Linked DNA regions of Capra hircus: region 2 is linked to region 1. Evidence: chromatin contacts called from public Hi-C data. All regions are on one chromosome and are shown on one strand. The core of a region is the stretch at or near the end of the contact, and the rest is flanking DNA. Distances in the headings are between cores, read along the strand shown. Region 1 has its middle 75 kb from the start of C1H21orf91. Region 2 has its middle 81 kb from the start of BTG3.

What was found. A called contact is a pair of places that touch in the nucleus more often than the background predicts.
Region 2: a Hi-C map of liver shows a contact between it and region 1, with 5 times the contacts expected there. The contact joins two enhancer-like sites. A contact is called at or near these places in 4 of 5 Hi-C or Micro-C datasets (blood and liver).

The regions. Positions count from the first base shown.
Region 1 is chr1:17,757,845-17,764,240 of ARS1.2, reverse strand. No RefSeq gene overlaps it. Among named protein-coding and RNA genes, the nearest start is that of C1H21orf91, 75 kb to the left of the region's middle. Within about 2 kb of position 3,245, at least 1 of the 5 cell types and tissues checked has an H3K27ac peak or open chromatin away from gene starts, as enhancers often do.
Region 2 is chr1:17,945,265-17,951,288 of ARS1.2, reverse strand. No RefSeq gene overlaps it. Among named protein-coding and RNA genes, the nearest start is that of BTG3, 81 kb to the left of the region's middle. Within about 2 kb of position 3,793, at least 2 of the 5 cell types and tissues checked have an H3K27ac peak or open chromatin away from gene starts, as enhancers often do.

The sequences.
Region 1 (6,396 bases), core at 1,996-4,495:
AGAGACAGACACGTCCAAGCGACTAAGCACACACTCAGTCCTTGTTTAAGAATATGCTGGAGGAGAACTCATAGGTTCCCTATTCCCAACTAAGATCTGTGCATGCTAAGGAGATACCCCTCTTACCCAATAAGCAAAAGTGGAAGCAAATCAAGTGACATATTTATTCATCCCTTTTTATGGGCTCAACACTGGACTAGGTGTAAGGTATACAAAATAGAGACCACCTATATATTTCTGAATCTTGAATAAATTATTCTAAACACAGAGAAAGAATTTTCACAGTCTAAAACACTTCATATTAGTTGGAGAGGCAGTAAGAGACAATTTGAAAGAAATGAATGTGAGCTGGAGCAGAGATTTCATGAAAGAGACACAATTGTAAATTTCCTGGAAGGAAAAGGATGTGGGAGAGGGGGATGGACTGGCAGATGGGAGGAGTAAATTCTCCACACTGAGAAACCCATCCTAGGCTTGTGCATCATCCCTGAGCTTCCTCTTAGCTTTCACAGGCATCATGGCCCTGTATTTCTATTGTTAATACTGTGGTGCACATGTAGAATAACATCTGTGGCTGTTTCTTAAAACTCACTTCTTAAAACTTAAAACTCAGTTTATGATATTAAGTTCCCTCCAGTTTCAACTCTACTCCACCATCTTGACTGTTTGTCCTCCATGGGGAGAAAGGGTCTGAGAGAGAGACATAGTTTTGATCTCAAGATTTGTTTTCTGATTGCAAGGTAATTTTCTGTGCTTGCTTTTCTTCTCTCTGCTTTATTTTTTTTTCAGTTGTGCCCCAAAATCTCTGCAAAATAAGATACTGATTTCAGCAGATGCTAGTATTTCCCCATACCTGTATTATCTTCTTCCTGACCCCCGCAGGTTACCCACATTTTCTAGACTCCCCTGCAGTTATTTGTTGCTAGGTGAGTGTTCTGGGCAATGACAAGTGAGCAGGAATGATGGGACCATTTCAAGACTGGTACACAGAGAAACTTCCATGTGCATTCCTCTTTTATTTCCTGGCTGATTGGAAGGACTCTTGGGGACCAAAAGAAGATAGGGTCTCTGATGGAAAGGGTCCTGGTCCCTAACTTTTGGGCATAGGTAGAAGCCCGCCCCACCCCCACCCCCCATCACCATTCATTCTGGACTGTGATGAGATGTGAGCTAGAAAGAGTCCTGATGAGTTGATTTCTCAAAGCAATGTTACTGTCACTTTAAGGCATGTGAGTGAATTTCTTATAAAGGAGCATAGCTAATTCTGATTAACTTTAAAAAATGTTTTTATTTGGAACTAATTTCAAGAAATATCAGTTGTAAGAACAGCACAAAGAACAGCTGTATGCCCCTCATGCTGGGTCACCTACATTTTGTTCCATTCCTTTTGTCTCTTGCTCTTTCTTTACCTATATGTAGATTGTTCATTTTTTTTTTCTGAACCCAGTCTCCTCTTAAGAATGATATTCTCCCAAATAATCATAGCATAGTCATCAAACTAAAGATGAAAGCAAAATAACTCTAGCCTCTATTCAGTTCACTGGCTACATTCCAGTATGTGAATTGACCACTGTCCTTCACAGAAGTTTTATTCTTCTCTCTGATACAGTGTCCAGTTTAGGGGGATGTACAGACTTTACTTGTAATATCTCTTTTGTGTCCTTCAATCTTTGCCTTTAAATTTCTGTGCTTTATGATACTGACAGTTCTAAAGAACACACTCTTCCCTTTTTAGTGGAATGTTTCCCATTTTGGGTTTGTCTCTTATTTCTTCATCACTGGAGTCAGCTTATCCATTCTTTTTGTGAATCTTTTTATTGAAGTACAATAAGCAAAGCATTTTGAACTGAAACTTGCATAGCACCGTGAACAAGAGAGAGTGAAGCATGATATAGTTGTTTAGTTGCTGGGTTACAAGGTGGATGCAGTTTCTAAAAACAACAAAATGTAGTTTCTTACAACATGCCAAAAATACCAACTCTTTTGGGGAGGGAAAATTGTGTGTAAAATTAGAATATTGGTGGTTGTTGATGATAAATTGCAGCTTCCCTTTTAGCATAGCAGACTCTCCAGCTGCTCAGTGCTTTCAGAATGCCACAGACTTTCTTCTGTCTGGGGAAACATATGTGACAATCTGGCAGAGGCCCATTAATGTCTAAGTAGGTGTATTAACCTACTGCATTTTAGAAGATGATATCTGAGAGGAGAAATCCATGACTCAAAGCATGATTTTCCGAGGATGGCATTTTAGAACATGGCACTTGGATAGGGGAAATGTTTTGGAGCAATTTAATGGTTAGTTTTATTGGTCAACTTTGCTAGTCTATTCTAACCAGTTACTTAATTAAACTCAAAACTAAGTGTTGTTGTGAAGGCATTTTGTAGATGTGGTGAATAGCTTCTTTTATGTAAAAGACATTAGGTCTGATAATATAGGTGGGCCTCACCCAGTCAGTTGAAGGGCTTAAGAGCAAAACCTGAGGTTTCCTAGAGTGGAAATTCTGCCTGGAGACTGCAGTATCAACTCCTGCCTGAATTGCCAGCCTGCCCTACAGGTTTCAGACTTCCAGCCTCCATAATTGCATGAGTCAGTTCATTTTAAAAAATCTCTTTACACACATATGTGACTTCTGTTGTTTCTGTTTCTTTGGAGAGCTCTGACTAATACAGACTGGCAATCATTTTTGTATTCCTCAAGTTAAGGCTATGGTTTTTCCAGTGGTCATGTATGGATGTGAGAGTTGGACTATAAAGAAAGCTGAGTGCCAAAGAATTGATGCTTTTGAGCTGTGGTGTTGGAGAAGACTCTTGAGAGTCCCTTGGACTGCAAGGAGGTCCAACCAGTCCATCCTAAAGGAGAACAGTCCTAGGTGTTCATTGGAAGGACTGATGTTGAAGCTGAAACTCCAATACTTTGGCCACTTGATACGAAGAGTTGACTCACTGGAAAAGACCCTGATGCTGGGAAAAATTGAGAGCAGGAGGAGAAGGGGACAACAGAGGATGAGATGGTTGGATGGCATCACCGACTCAATGGATGTGAGTTTGGGTGAACTCCGGGAGTTGGTGATGGACAGGGAGGCCTAGGGTGCTGCAGTTCATGGGGTTGCAAAGAATCGGACACGACTGAGCAACTGAACTGAACTGATGCCTCAGAAGTGGTGATTGCTAACAGTGTTTTCAATGTGAGAAGTGTGCAAAAAAATAAATGTTGAATGGATCCGTGAGTAACCAGCTTGAGAGTTGACTACTAAGAAAGTTAATACTGTAGTCCCACCTTATCCATGGGATATCCAAGACCTCCAGTGGATGCCTGAAACTGTTTTTTCCTCTTCTAACGGGCCGGTAGGGCTTCTCCATGGCTCAGTGGTAAAGAATCTGCCTGCCATTGCAGGAGACACAGAAATGCAGGTTCACTCCCTGCGTTGGGAAGATCTCCTGGAGGACGAAATGACAACCTGCTCCACTATTCTTGCCTGGAGAATTCCACAGCCTGGTGGGCTACAGTCCATGGGACTGCAGAAGAGTTGGACACGAGGGAGTGACTAAACAACAAACAGCAATGGTCAGGTAGTCTATCCAGTGTGGATACCTGGACAAAGGGATGACTCACATCCTGTGCGGGATGGTGAGAGATTTCTTTGTGCTGCTCAGAATGACTGCCATTTAACACACGACTTTTTTTTTTCTGTAAATTTTCCATTTAATATTTTCAGACTGCAGTTGACTGAAGGTAACTGATATCATGGAGAGCAAAAATGTGAGAATAAAGTGGGCTACTGGTTTGAGGCTTTGGAGTAAAAAATAAAATTTAAGCCTTAACATATCTCTTCATAATGTTGAAATTCTCAAAACTAAATAGGAATATTTATGCATTTATGATTTTTTTGTCTTAAGAAATAAAGTCTCCTACTTATTTATTGCCACATTAAATGATCTAGGACCTAATGGTTTTCTATTTAGCAAGGAATAATACACGTTTGCTTTCAATTTCTGCATTGAGGAAAGGTTATTCACATACAAAAATTTTTGCTGCCCTCTGGTGGACGTAGTTCTATAAATCAAAAGTGTATAAATATGTGTCAGTTCAGTTCAGTTCAGTCGCTCCATCGTGTCCGACTTTTTGCGATCCCATGAATCGCAGCACGCCAGGCCTCCCTGTCCATCACCAACTCCTGGAGTTCACTTAGACTCACGTCCATCGAGTCAGTGATGCCATCCAGCCATCTCATCCTCTATCGTCCCCTTCTCCTCCTGCCCCCAATCCCTCCCAGCATCAGAATCTTTTCCAATGAGTCAACTCTTTGCATGAGGTGGCCAAAGTACTGGAGTTTCAGCTTTAGCATCATTCCTTCCAAAGAAATCCTGGGGCTGATCTCCTTCAGAATAGATTAGTCTTCTATTTGAATATGTTTCCAAAGTTCCTTTCTAAGTTTAGAAGTCTAAATGCATCTTTCTTGTAAGGAGATCAACACCTCTGATTTGCTTATAAATCCCTGTTAGAATACACGACGTACTTAAAATATAACACCAAAAGAGCCTAACAAAATATTGTGACAATGATTCCATGAGACAATGCCTTGGAAATTATGACTTGGGAGTTCAGGACTGACCTCCTCAGCTGTGGTCTTGATTGCTGAGGGAAGCTGTGAGGAATCTCTGGACCCCTCCCCAGAGGCAGTGGGGGAGGCTTCCATGGGTTGGCATGGTGTGTGTTGCTGGGAGAGGGGCTGGGCGTGGTGAGGTACAGACATGAAAGTTTTTGGGGATGGGGCCAGGTGGGGGTGGTGAAGAAAGTGAGGCTGAGCTCAGCCTTGAGGAGCAGGGTGAGGAGCCCAGATTGAGAGAAACAGAAGATCTGGAAATAAGGTCCATAAAAGGCTGGAGGAGCCAGGGTGACAACACCAAAGACATGGACAGATAGGAGAGAACGATGGTATGGGCTGTGGTATACTGGAGCTCAGTCATGCCCATTCACAGGAGCCAAGTGTTACATTTTCAAGAATTTGACTGCAGTCATGAAATTAAAAGACACTTGCTCCTTGGAAGGAAAGCTATGACAAACTTAGATAGCATACTGAAAACCAGAGATATCACTTTGCCAACAAAGTTCTGTATAGTCAAAGCTACGGTTTTTCAGTAGTCATGTATGGATGTGAGAGTTGGACCATAAAGAAAGCTGAGCACTCAAGAACTGATGCTTTTGAATTGTAGTGCTGGAGAAGACTCTTGAGGGTCCCTTGGACAGCAAGAGACCAAACCAGTCAATCCTAAAGGATATCTACCCTGAATATTCATTGGAAGGACTGATGTTGAAACTGAAGCTCCAATACTTTGGCCACCTGATGTGAAGAGCCAATTCATTGGAAAGACCCTGATGCTGGGAACGATTGAAGGCAAAATGAGAAGTGGGTGGCAGAGGATGAGATGGTTGGATATTATACTGACTCAATGGCTATGAATTTGAGTAAACTCTGGGAGATAGTGAAGGACAGGGAAGCCTGGTATGTTGCAATCCACGGGGTCACAAGGAGTTGGACGCAGCTTAGCAGCTGAACAACAAAAGTAATATGCTCAAAACTCATCACTCCATAATTATTTTATTACAATTTTACTGCATTACTGATAATAGTAAAATTGCCTGTTGAAGTGTTTATGTGTTCTGTATTTATGTGGTGGAAATACCAGATAATGGTGTGTTGCTAGGTATCTTTAACAGCTCTGCATTCAGTGACATCAGTAACTTGTAGTTGGTCATGGTGGGAATGTGTTTTCCAATAAAACTGAGAAATGCTAGAAAACCAAGGGTTGGTTGTTAATCTTTCTCAACCACTAGGTAACGAAGGGGCTTTGGAAATGAAAAAAAGAGACTTCTTATTTTATTTTATTTTTTAAATATTTATTTTACTTATTTTTTATTTTACATTTTTAATTCCACCGTGAATGCTCAACTGATGCTCTAGTTTATTTATTCATTCAGTCAACAAATATTTTCTGATCCTCTACTTGCTGGCAGTCAATTTTTTATGGGTCTCTTGTGTTCCTGCATGTCTTACAAGAGAGGGACTGACTGCCCTTTGTTCCAGAATATCCTTCCATGGATATTCATATAGGGAATGGCCTTGGAAAGTAGATATTGTGTCTCCCTTGGCGTGAAGGACAGACATTCTTACTGTCATTGCACCACTTTTTGGATTCTCTGCACTCAGGGCTCATGTCTTGTCCCTCAACCCAGCTGTGTGAGCAGCTATCATCTGACCCTTTTGCTGTCACCCTATAGGACTTGGGTCGGCTCAGGGAACTGGGCCAAAAGCGCCAGTGTTCTGGCTACTGCTATTGTTATGATTAGTAAACTGTCCGTTTCTGACCCAGAGTCTCATGTCTTCTATCAGCAGC
Region 2 (6,024 bases), core at 2,544-5,043, 190 kb before region 1:
TTAAGGCTAGGTTTTCCATTGCCGCACAGAAAGCAAAAGCAAATATGAACAAACAAATAATTTAAGAAAACAGATTAAGAATACACTTGAAAAGTGGGAGTGGCAAAAGGGGAGGGGGGAATATTAAGAAATCACAGTGTTAGGGTATGTTTGGAAATCTCATAGCAGTGCTGGCTGTAACACATGTTAGCCTCTTCTGCCGCCAGCCGGAGCTAGGCACCTTAGTGTTCCTTCTTGTATTCAGTCCTCATGACAGCTGTATGAAAGTGCCATTATTAGTCTCTCCATTTTACGGGTAAGAAATTAAGGCTGAGAATATTACAGGAGTTTGCTCAAGGGATCCCAGTTAAACTAGTAAGTGATGAGCTTGTATATTAAAAACCAAAAGAATCCCAAGCAGTCCAGGGGAGACATACGGGGAGCTGGTCCCACCAGTACTTCCCCGGTAGCTCAGCTGGTAAAGAATCCGCCTGCAATGCAGGAGACCCGGTTCAATTCCTAGATCGGGAAGATCCCCTGGAGAAGGGAATGGTTACCCACTCCACTATTCTTGTCTGGAGAATTCCATGGACAGAGGAGCTTTGTGGACTGCAGCCCATTGGGTCGCAAAGCATGAGACAGGACTGAATGACTAACAAACCCACACAACAAACTGCTTGCTAAATTAGTAGTAGAAAAGGACAGTAACTGCAATGTGCCACAAGAGGGCGTACTTGTACTTTTAAATGTCAATAACTTGGCAGGCAAAGTGAGCATAATTAAAGACAAGGTGCAGATCTCAGGTACAAGTCAGTTGCACGTTGACAATCATTAAATATCAAATCTGGAAGATTTTCTTTAGTGACTTTTGTGATATTTGAAAAAAGTAATGAGATTTTTAAAGGCCTGTTATTAGTTTCATAGAAAGCAATGAGACTTTTTTTCTAAGATTTACTTTCCTGGGTTGATATTTTATTAGATATATACTTTGTACCATCACCAATTATCAAGATGGCTTAAGGAAAATTAAAAGAAAATATTGATTCCTTTTGTTATCAGCAATACACATTACAAATTGGTGAAACTGGGGTTCATTTTAGCAGATGGGGGAAAGTTTAAGAGGAGAGAATTATGACAAATGAACAGAGATTCAAATAATCTTCTCCACAGTACTTCCCCTTACATATATAAATAGGTGACTCATCATATATTAAAAAATGGCTTTTATTGAAAAGACTATCGATCATTTTTACACCCTAATTTTGCCTCATGAATAATCTGAAAATGTGATTAAAAAAAAAGAATATGTATATTATTGAGGGCAGGAGGAGAAGAGGGTGACAGAGGATGAGGTGGTTGGGTGGCATCACTGACTCAATGAACATGAGTTTGAGCAAGCTCCAGGAGATAGTGAAGGACAGGGAAGCCTGGTGTGCTGTAGTCCATGGGGTTGCAAAGAGTCAGACATGACTGAGCAACTGAACAACAAATATTATGCTGTAAAAAAAGGATTAAAATAAGGAAAAATAGGCAAAGGACAAAATCCTCACATCATATGTGTTTTTGAGTGATCCCAGAAGTATATGTGGTATTTCTCTGATGCAGGAAAATTTATAAATGTTTTCACTAAAAACAAGAAATGTCCCTCTTGTCCATGGATCAGCAAACTTTTTCTGTAAAGGGCCAGAAACTAAATGCTCCTGGCTGTGCAGGGCGTGTGGTCTCTGCTACCCAGTTTTGCCACTGTAGCATGAAAGCAGCCACACACAAGCAGATGAATGGGCCTGGTTGTGTTCCAGTGATATGCTGTTTACAAAAACAAGTGCCAGGCTAGAGTTGGCCCCTAGATTACAGTTTTCTAAATCCTCCTTCAGTCTAGCTGTGGACTCTTTCACAGAAAAGGGTGAATAAGAAGAGAAATAAGCTTTGGAGACCTGGACCTAGGGCCACAAAAAACCTCAGCTGGAAGGCATAAGGATATAAAAAGCCTCTCCTCAGGTCTCGAGAGGGGCTCAACAGGGTCTTTAGCGGGAATTTGAAATTAGAATGGTCTTAGGAAAAAGTGCACTGTAGAAAATTGGTGAAACAGATGCATAGCTCGTGTCTAACACAAAGAAAGCCCTGAAGGTACAGTAAATCAGAAGTGTCTTAAGAGGTGGGAAGCTGGTCCTGAGCACCGGTAGCCCTGCATTCTGAGCCACTCAGAAGTAAGGAAAATCTTGAACCCTGCAGGAAATGACTGAGTGTTGCAGCGGGCCAATTGTAGGTTACACATTCATCCCAAGGATGCACCCTCATTCTTTGAACATAAGGAAGCATGTAATAGAGCTCAAGGACATCTTCCAGTGGAGCACTAGAATTATAAATACTTTGAAAATATATTTCACAGTTCAAAGAAACATCAGATACATTCCCTATGAGTGATGGATGTATTATACTTTGATTTGGGAGATGAGTTAAGATTTGCACAAAAGAGATTAACTGCTGGAAAAAAAAGTCTTAGAAAAATATATACTGCACTGGTTCCCAAGTCTGGCTGCAAAAGAATGTCAAGGTAAAACTTTAAGAGCACAGTTTCCCAGGTCTCATTCCAGATCTATTGGATTAGATTTTTAAGAGCCTGTATGTGGTCTAGGCATTTTGACAATGCTGCCCAGGTAGGTCTTCTGAATGGTTGGCTAGCATCAGTCCAGGGACCGGCATTTGGGAATCACAGGGACAAAGGACAAACCCTGGGTAGTAAGTTTGGCCATGCTGGGTTCAAATTCAGGCTCTGGGGACTTCCCTGGTGGTTCAGTGGTAAAGAATCCACGCTGCCAATGCAGGAGACATCAGTTTGATTCCTGATCCGGGAAGATCTCACGTGCCATGGAGCAGCTAAGCACGTGTGCCACAGCTATTGAGCCTGTGCTGTTGCGCCTGGGAACCACAACTACTGAAGCTCACGCGCCTGGAACAAGAGAAGCGATTGCAATGAGAGGCCTGTGCACTGCAACGAAGGGCAGCCGCTACTTGCCACAACTAGAGAAAGCCCGTGTACAGCAGTGAGGACCCAGCACAGTCAAAAACTAAACTAAGTATATAAATAAGTAAACCTTTAAAAAAAATAAAGAATTCACCTTCCAATGCATGGTTGATGCCTGGTCGGGGAACTAAGATTCCCATTTGCTGTCCTGGGGCAACTAAGCCCACACCACAAGCAGAGGAGCCTGGGTGCCACAACAAAGACCCAGCACAGCCAAAAACAACAACAACAGATTCAGGCCCTGCCCATTATTAGTCATTTGACCTTGAGTGAGTGATGGAATATTTCCAAGCTTCAGTTACAAGACCTGTAACATGGAGCCAAAGTTTGCCCCTGCTGGAAGGACTGATGCGGCTCTTGTCAGGAATGTCACGATGTGAGCTTCCCTGGTGGCTCAGATGGTAATGCACCTGCCCGCAATGCAGGAGACCCAGGTTCGATCCCGGGGTTGGGATGATCCCCTGGAGAAGGAAATGACAACCCACTCCAGTATTCTTGCCTGGAAAATCCCCATGGACAGAGGACAGTCCATGGGATCCCAAAGAGTGGGACACGACTGAGCGACTTTGCTTTCTTTCTTGTCAGGATGTGGCTGTTGGCTCTTTTCCATATCCTCTCCCCATTCTTCAAGGGGACAAAGTAACTGGATTTGTTCCACTCACCCGCAAACAGAAGCTTACTGAAAGCGAAAGCAGTTTGAAGAAGATACCTAAGGTTTAGTCTTGCTCCACAGGATCTCCTCTTCTTGAATCTCCTGAGAACTCTCAGTTCAGGTCATGCTATCTCTACTTTTAAGCTTCAGCTGGGAAGAAGCCAAAGAAGGGAGCTGTCAAGTCCTGAGACACCCGGTCAAGTCCTAGCCTGTGCTGATTTTCTTTGCAACTTGACTTAAGGCAATTCCAAACTTGGCTTTCAATCCCAAATTCCTGCTATGGTAAAGCTTTGTCCTTACATGCAGGTGTAGGGGGTTTTTGCTTCTTTGTCTGGAGTCCAGGCTCAGCGAATTACATACGCCACACCTGCTGCTCTTTTCTCTGGCTTATCTTAATGAAGAAGGGCGTCACCCTCACTGAATCTGGAGTGTGGAAAATCACGGGGCAGCCTACCAACTGTTACTTGGCAGGGAACATGATACCAAGGAAGGAGCTGGCAACTCCCTTCCTCCTGCCCGGGAGCATTCTTCTTACTTGTAAGCAATTATTCATCCGCTCCTTGGGAAGAGGGGTTGTTTCTCCTTCCTGAACACAGAAGGTCAAGATGAACTCATCAAGGAGGGAAATAATTTCTACAGTGTGTGTTATTAAAGCTCACTCCATGGTAGGAAGGTATTTGTGGAACAGAAGTGGAGTTTTGCAAATTGCTCCATTATTTGGTTGAAAGAGGAAAGCCAGGAAAGAATAAAATTCTGGTTAAAGGAAGAGTTAATGACTGAGCATGCAGGCCCATGGTGGCTGTTCCAGTGGTTACGGCCAAAACCGGGGAGGAACAGCTCCGTTGTGGGAGTTTGTGGACTCAGCATTTGAGTTCGGTTTTTTCACACATAAAACTTGAGAGTTTTGCTATATTCTGATTTAGAGCTGGGCACTAGCCAAATCAAGAATGAAGAGTCCTACATGGGCAGGTTTATTGCTAAACTATTGGTTCTAACTTGGCAACTTCAAGCAGAGGAAAGAAGGCCGCTATCATCTTTCAAGGAATCAAGATATGGCGACTGGACAGCATTTCAATATTGTTAGTCGCTCAGTTGTGTCTGACTCTGTGTCACCCTTTGGACTGTAGCCCGCCAGGGTCCTCTGTCCATAGGATTCTCCAGGCAAGAATACTGGAGTGGGTAGTCATTCCCTTCTCCAGGGGATCTTCCCAACTCAGGGGTCAAACCTAGGTCTCCTGCGTTGCCAGCAGATTCTTTACCATCTGAGCCACCAGGGAAGCCCCTTTGAATATTAGCATGTTATTTTAGCACAATTGCTCTAATGTTGAATGACACCTTTAAAGCCCAAGAGTAAATCTGAATATTAAGTTATCCCTTTGACTCTATGCACATCTCTCAGAATAAACATTCCAAAAACAAAACTTGATTTTGAATTATTTTTACAAGAAAAATTCTCTCCAAGCCAAACACTAAAGCAATGCACATATGTTCAAATTAGTCAGAAGTAAAATTTTTAAGTAAAGCTGAAATACTCATGTGAAACAAAAAATGGAAACAAAAAGATGAGTAGCCTGCCACTAATTTAAAAAATTTTTCAGATTAGCAGTTTTGAATGCAGAGTTTCCTCTCTATGATAAACTATTGATGCTTTTTAAATTTTTCTAAAATAACATCTCAAGTGGATTACTTTGGGTTCAGAATAATAGCATTACTTCTGGGGGATGAAAATGATTGCTTTATATATTTCCAGGCACGTTTGATATTTGTGGTGGAGAAAATTAGTTCCAACCAGTAGGAAGGCTTTCAAAACGGCAGTAGTTTCAGTGCTTTTTTTTTCTTAAATACATGGGCTGCAACACACTGTGACATCATTTAATAATGGTGCTTCCCCATGCAATGAAAACTTTGAGTATGATTAAAAGATAGGTAACAAGTGATTTAGAAGCAAATTGCTAATGCAGCAAAAACATGGTTTTATGAAACTAAAAACCTTGACATCATCTCTGCTTTTATTCTCTCTGCCTCTAATCCGTGACCAAGTTCTCAGTCCCCTGTGTTCATTTTCTCAGCTGTTATTTGCACAGTTCTTCACTGTCTCCCATTCAACTACTACTCCAGTCTTCTGAATGTTTCCCCTTATTTTTTGTAATCCATCATCCTAAAATATAGACCCATTTATGTCATCCTCCTACTGAAACCTTCATTTGCCAACAACTTTGATGAGTCTGGTGAGAACAAGCGTCTGAGATTCCCTTTGCTTTGGAGTCAGACCTTCACTAATGTCCAGCCCTACAAGGCAGGAAGGGCAAATCTGAGGCAGTTACCCCAACCAAGTAACTCAGGGCTCTTACAGAAGCCACCTAGAGGA